Linked DNA regions of Gossypium raimondii: region 1 is linked to region 2. Evidence: chromatin contacts called from public Hi-C data. All regions are on one chromosome and are shown on one strand. The core of a region is the stretch at or near the end of the contact, and the rest is flanking DNA. Distances in the headings are between cores, read along the strand shown.

The links. A called contact is a pair of places that touch in the nucleus more often than the background predicts.
Region 1: a contact with region 2 is called in a Hi-C map of leaf, with 3 times the contacts expected there. The contact joins the promoter of LOC105791018 here to the promoter of LOC105791011 in region 2. A contact is called at or near these places in 2 of 2 Hi-C or Micro-C datasets (both in leaf).

The regions. Positions count from the first base shown.
Region 1 is chr8:21,861,069-21,864,562 of ASM2569854v1, forward strand. LOC105791018 reads left to right here and starts at 1,542. Exons shown (of 6, transcript XM_012618873.2): 1 at 1,542-1,843; 2 at 2,013-2,282; 3 at 2,378-2,551; 4 at 2,646-2,752; 5 at 2,878-3,212. The coding sequence starts at 1,691.
Region 2 is chr8:21,699,787-21,703,479 of ASM2569854v1, forward strand. It overlaps LOC105791011, which reads left to right and starts at 2,240. Exons shown (of 5, transcript XM_012618862.2): 1 at 2,240-2,423; 2 at 3,247-3,440. The coding sequence starts at 2,340.

The DNA.
Region 1 (3,494 bases), core at 292-2,791, 160 kb after region 2:
GCCTTATGGTTTATCTAGAATGCTTGGAATCGTCGTGGTCACAAAAATGTTATTATACAAATGCATATTTTAATTCAAAAGTTGATACTTACCTTCTGGAATTGGATGTGGCACAGGTGAAACTTCTTGGGCACCCGATTGGGGCTGAGCGGTGGTGACCCCCTGATGGATGCTGTCTGAAAATCAACTTTGATGCGGCTTTTCATTCCCCTTTCAGGACATCCTGCGTGAGAGTTGTTATCAGAAATAGCCATTGGACTGTATTGGCTTTGCACATGGTGGTCTGTAAACACATACCTTCTGCTTTTGCAGTTGAGGCCATTGCTTGTCTTCATGCGGTCCACTCGGGCATGGCTCTTGATTTCCCAGATGTGATTGTTGAAGGTGACTCCCTTATGGTACTTCATAAGGTCCAGTCTTCCCGGTTTGATCTATCAATCCTCGATGCTTATATCTGAGACATCAAACATTGGGCGGGATATTTTTGTAGGTGTGACTTTTGGCATTTCCTTTGCGCGGGTAATACTATGGCTGATTTGTTGGCTAAGGAAGGCTTGAAAGAAGGGATGGGCTCCTATATGTGCGGGGTGTTCCCGATTTTGCATAACGGGCGATGGAGTGTGATCATCTCTTCGATTTGTGAGGCGTTTAATGAAAAGTGGAGAGGGGGTGGGGAGTATTTTTCGTAGGTTTTCTATAGTTTCTTTTGGGAGCGCTTGAGGGTTCAGGTTGGTTTCTGACGAATTTCTCTTTGCTCTGGTGATGTCCCTGTGCCCTTGTTTGGATCGACGCTGTTTCTCTTTGTACTTGAAGTCTGTGTGCTAGCCTGCCTGGTCTTTCTTTCTCGTTGGATCTTTTGTTTTCTAGCTGTTTCTGTTGCCATCTAACTTTTGATATCTGCTCACCTGCGTTTGTTAGGGTTTTCATTTGCTGCGTGGGCTATGTACTTAGCTTTCTCAGTTTGATTTGTTTGGTTTTCATTTTCTGTTTGCTTGGATTTGTTTTGCTTGGTTTCTGTTTATCTTTGTAGTGGACCTCCTTTCTTTGTTTTGTTTAACGTAAGCCTAGTTTCTTTCAAAATTTTTTTTTACTTCATTACTTTTTAATATGAATTAAATAAAATATTTAAACGGCCCTTAAAGAAAAACAAATCAACGTCGTATTAACCATTTTGTACTAGGCATCCAATGAACAGTATACGTGTCAACTTTGAAAGCACTATGCTAGAAGCTACCGTCGGATCTTACGCCACGTGTAAGACAGCACCAAACCACCGCCGTCATTTAAAAGAAATCCTAACTTTGTGGGCCCCGCATATTATCCATTTATGTGTTTACATGTCTGCCAGCACATGCTTCCCTTTTCTCCCAGAGTACCCAAAATAACCTTAACTCTAACCCCAATAATTGCCACAACTAAGGGTATTAAAGTAATCTCGAACTTTATTATACGTGCGATGGCTCAAACAACGCGGGATTCGCACGTGCTCGCCGCCAAAAGGGATCCCCTTTCCCCCATTTTAACTCCATTAATTAGATTTCTCCAAAGTAACTTCTAGGGTTTCAGAATCTCCGAAATTTGCTCTCTTTCCTTAAATTTTGATTAGAGGTAAAAAAAAAAAACTTTAAAGCTAGGTTTTCCGCGATTTTTTCGGTTGGTGTTGGGAAAATAGGGATTTTGCTTAGATTGGATGGTGCAGTTGATGAGATCGGGAACTCCTACGGCGGAACCCGAAGCGTGCCGGGACAAGGCGCCGGTGAAATTGGAGATCGTAGAGGATTCTTTAGAGGAAGAACATGGCCCTGTTAATAAACGATCCAAACTTTCTCCAAATCTTCAACAGGTATTTTTTTTCCCTTCAAATTTCCTTTTTACCCTATGAAATAAATAAATAAACAAAAACTCTCCCTATTTTGGAGAGAGATCTAAAGTATTTAGATAAGAATAAGAGCTTTTCTTTTAGAGCTTTGAAATCTGAAAGATTTCATTTCTGGGTATATATGTTTTGTCAGTGGACCTACGATGGCAATGCTTTCCCGATCCCGCCAGCGCAATACAACCCGTTGGATGAGCCGAGCCCACTTGGTTTGAAGCTAAGGAAGAGTCCTTCACTTTTGGATTTGATCCAAATGCGCCTCTCTCAATCCCAAAGCGGTAGCTCAGCCGCCCAAGCTGAGAGCTTGAACTCTGGTGTCAAAAAGGAGAGTAAAGCTGTTGCCGCTACCGATAAGCTTAAAGCCTCAAATTTTCCAGCTTCCATTCTTCGAATCGGCCACTGGGAGGTACCTTTTATTATTTATTATTCATTTATTTTATTAAATACATTCATTTTGGGGGTCAAGTAGCTGAAGAATTGCTTACTTGGTTATTTTTGCAGTATAAGTCGAGGTATGAAGGTGATTTAGTGGCCAAGTGTTATTTTGCAAAGCATAAGCTTGTCTGGGAGGTGTTGGAAGGTGGGCTTAAGAGTAAGATTGAAATACAGTGGTCGGATATTATGGGTCTGAAGGCAAATTGTCCTGATAATGGACCCGGGACTTTGAATGTTGTGGTAAACTTTCCCATGTTCCGTATGATATCCTTTTCAGTTTCCAATCTCCTTTTTAGTTTTCCTGCAACAATTATGTGTGCCTGTAATGATGCAGCTGGCTAGACAGCCCCTTTTCTTCCGGGAGACTAATCCGCAGCCTAGAAAACACACCTTATGGCAGACAACTTCAGATTTTACGGATGGTCAAGCTAGCATACATAGGTAAAAGTGATGTGTATTTTATTTTTTTCCCTTTTTGTGGAAATACAAGCTGAATTTACGTTAGTTGTTTGCATAGGGTTATGTGGCTAATTTGCTAATAAAATTTTGTAATGCTTACTTTGCAGGCAACATTTTCTGCAGTGTCCCCAAGGGTTGTTAAACAAGCATTTTGAAAAACTGGTCCAATGTGATATGCGTTTGAACTGTTTAAGCAGACAGCCAGAGATAATTTTGGATTCACTGTACTTTGAATCACGGAGTTCTGTTTTTGAGGATCCCAGTGAACCTAAAGGGCATGACTATGGCCAAGGGGAGACTGGTAAAGGATCTACTAGCTCTGGCTTCCAGAATATAGCATCACCTGTTGCAGCTCACTCCTCGTCTTTGGAGATTGAGAAAGGGGATTCTGCTGCCATAACCTCGGAAAATATGTCTAGGGAAGCTCCGTCTCCCAGTTCAGGTACAATCAGGAGCTCAGAATTTGTTGTTGATGTGCTCATGGATAAAGTTTTTATGTTATGTTGTCCTTTTGTAATCTCTTCTATTTACTCCTTTCTAAGTCAAATGCTTAATTTGGTGCAATGTGTGATCTCATAGGAAGTTGCTTTTTATTGTTAATAATGATTTTACACAGGCTTGATGTTATGAATCTTTCTGTTAGTGGTGGTGGTGATGCTGATATAGGCAGCAGAGCAGTGTAAAGAACACAGTAGCCTTTATTTTTTTTAAGAAAATTGCATAT
Region 2 (3,693 bases), core at 990-3,489:
GACACAATTTGATACGAGCGGCCCAGTCTAATTCAAAGGTCGTAATAGAAATGAGCTTAGTTTCCCTCAAGGCCCAATCACGAGATCTAAATCCAATGAGTTAAAGTCAAAACTAAATTTATTCGTTCAAGACTTATCACAAAGAAATTTAGAGAAGAAAAGTTGAAGATCCAAGATGATGGACTATAGAGTTCAATATGGAGCAATGATGAATTAGAAGGGACCAATTTTGTTCTTGGACCTAAAATCTCAATTCATGATGACAATCCCATGTGGAAGATATTAACAAGTTTAAGCGTTACACTTCAAGGATCCTAATCAAACCTATATGCTTAGTCATGTTATAATCAGTTGACTTGCGGTGCATTTTTGGGTCAATATGTCCCTTATCAATCAAAGATCTGTATCTTAGCTTCGTAATGTACTTTGAATCACTCGATTTTGAGTTCGAAAATTCAAGTTATGATCGTTTTAGTGAAGACTACGCGAGTAAAATTTCTGAATGGGATTATTACGAAAACTACGAGTTTCAAATTTTTTATTCGAGTTTAAATCATATTGGGTTCGAGTTTTAGGCTTAATTTTTATTATATATAAGCTAAATATTATATTTATTAAGTTTTATTATTTTATTATTTATTTATTCTGTATTTTGGATAATTTTTAAATATTTTAAGTTATTTAGGAGTTTTATGTCAATAAGAAATTTTAGTTTAAAACTACTTGTTCTTTAAATTAACTAGAATTTCAGTATACTTGATAGTTTTATTTAGATGTACTTAACTAACCTATATAATTGTCTCTTCATCGTATACATTTGAATCAATTCATTCATTATTCATTTTGAGTTAATAAAATTCCCTTTGAGTTTTTAATTCTCTTGAGCTTTCTTTTAGAAGAGTTTTAACAATATTTTCAAATTGTGAGGATCATCTTCAACCTTTTTCTTGCCAAATTTTCTTTTTTGGAGAAAATTTAGAATCGTTTGAAGGGGGTTGTAGATTTATTTAGTTTTCAAGGCTCCTTAGGACTTCTACACATCACTTTCCATCCTTTTCTTCTTTTTTTTTTTTATCTTTTTTATTTTCTTATTTGTTCTAACTTGTTCTTGTTTAATTCTTCAAATCTTTAATTTATTTAACTGACCTTTTTTTTCATCTTCATTATTTATTCTAATTATTGTTTTTTTAATTCATAGATATGATTTGGATATGTTTGTGTTTCAAGTTGTGTCAAACTCTAAGTTTTCCTTCATTCGTCTAGAGTCTTAGGCCAAATTCGCGACTTGGATAAACTTACGATCTTGTTCTGTTTACCTACCATTATATCACCAACTTAGCCAGAGGCTTAAATAATAGTATAGATATACAATTAATGAAAATAATAAAGTGTACATAATAAAATTAAAATGTATAAAACTATAAAAATAAAACTTTGGTTGTGTGATAAATATAAGTTTTACTAACCCAAGTGTCATAAGTTTAAATCTCATCATATATATACACTAAAGTACCCTAATATAATATAATTTATTTTAAATATGAAGGACATTAATATAATTTTCCTAAGTTGAGACCGGTTGATAGGTGATACTAACTTAGTAAATAGCTTTATAAATAGTATAAATAACATGTTTGATATATTTCTTAAAATTAATTATAGAATATGGTTGGAGTGTTTGATAAATATAATTTTAAAATTTTAAAGATAAAGCATTTAAAAATAATGTTAAAAGAAATAAAATAATTAAAAATTCTATATTAAATGATAAATAATTCTTTATGTGCTTATCATTTCCCATATTTTCATTGAAAAATTCATCAGTTACTTTTTCTATTATGAATTATCAAATATACTTAAAAATTAAATAACTAAAATATTAATTTTTCAATAATTTATCAAGGGTGTTACTATTTTGGATGGTTGGCATATATTATTTCATTTGTATGTAAACAATTACGACATTTTCCTTTTCCTTTCATATTTAATTTGTGATTATTTTATATTATTTACAAAATAAATAACAAATAGGAAAAATAGTTACTTCTTTAAATAAATTTTGATAAAGAAATGTTTTATTGATGAAATGCATGAAACTGAACGTTTCTATGTTTTTTTCCTAAAAAAACATTATTTTGAAATTAGAATTCATTTCTTAAAAACCATACATTTTAACCAGATTTACAGGTTGGGCCTTGACTCAAAGTTATGGGCTTCTGTGGAAGCTAAAGTCTTCATTTCAATCTTCATCACTTACTTTCCCTTCCTCCTTATTTCTTCGACTAGCAGATCTCCTTTAGGGTGCCAGAGTCAAACCCGTTGACCAGAGAGGGTAGGAAATGGCAAATCAAGGTGCCAAGAAGCGCAAAGAAGAGAACACCCGCCACATGGCCAATCTTCGCCACCTCATCATTGCTTGTAACGTACGCTCTCATCTTCTTTTATAATTATTTCCCCTAATCGTCGAAACCCGTCTTTAATCAAGTGTTCACTTGTTTGTTTTCTAATTACTTGAAATTTTTCGATTCTGATTTACTTAGATTCTCGAAGGATTTCTTTTGTAAGTATGTTTATGCTACTTTATGATGTGCAATCAGGAAATGGATAACTTAATATCTATAGATGGCATTGATTCATTTCTAATTGAATTTTAAAGGTTTTAAGCACATTTGAAATGCATCCTTAGCTCACCAATAAATGCTTCCAATTATAGTCCGGCTGCACATCTCTGTGTATGTGTTTACTGTGGATGCATTTGCCATACCCGTGAAAGTGAAAATTATCAACTTTGAAAGTTGTGGCTCGTAGCGATAACCTGGTAATGTTCGGGTGATTAACTGATCTGACATAGTAGGCATATTAAGTGCCGGCTTGGTTGGTAAACAAAGCTGATCTTATACGTCATAACCATTGGAAGTTGGAACCTATTCTTAGTGTTTAGCTTGGTAGTTTCAACAAAACTACATAGTATGTAGCAACAAAACTGCACTACATAGTATGCAGTGCCCATTTTATTTGAGCATTGCACTTTTTTTTATTTGTAGCTTCTGATGTCTTAGCTTTTCTTGACACACCACATCAAAGTTCTTGCAATTTTTGCTACTTTTTAGTTGATGTGGAAGAACAGAGTTGGGATAGTTTTGCATTTTTAGTACTTTATATTTTTATTGTCTTCATAGTTGCATTTTTCTGCTTGTTAACAATCTTACTTTATTGGATTTATGTTCCAATTTTCTATTTATGTAGGTTGTATACGTCTTGGTTAGGATGCTGATCTTCCATTCCTCATTCACATGGAAACATTGGGTTGGTCTACTTTTGACCTCTGTGGCTTACTTTATACCCTATCAACAACTTTCACAGATGGCAAAACCTGCTTATTCTGATGATGGGGAACTTCTTGACGGTGGATTTGATATGAGTACTGGTGGAATATGTGGGTAAGTTTTGTTCAATATTTTATCTCTTTTTACCTTAATTTCTATGTGTGGTTTTGTTTTTAGTTTTTTATTCTATTAAAATATTAGGAGGAACTTGGTTAGAAAGATGATTCTTATTACATTCTAAATTCTTTGTAAATGAGGCAGTGCATGTAACGGGGTGCATGCCTCAGGCTTATCTTAGGAAGAATATTACTGTTAGTTTCCTTTGGCTTTATTTTTGTATGGGTCCTATAATACCCTTTGATAGCTC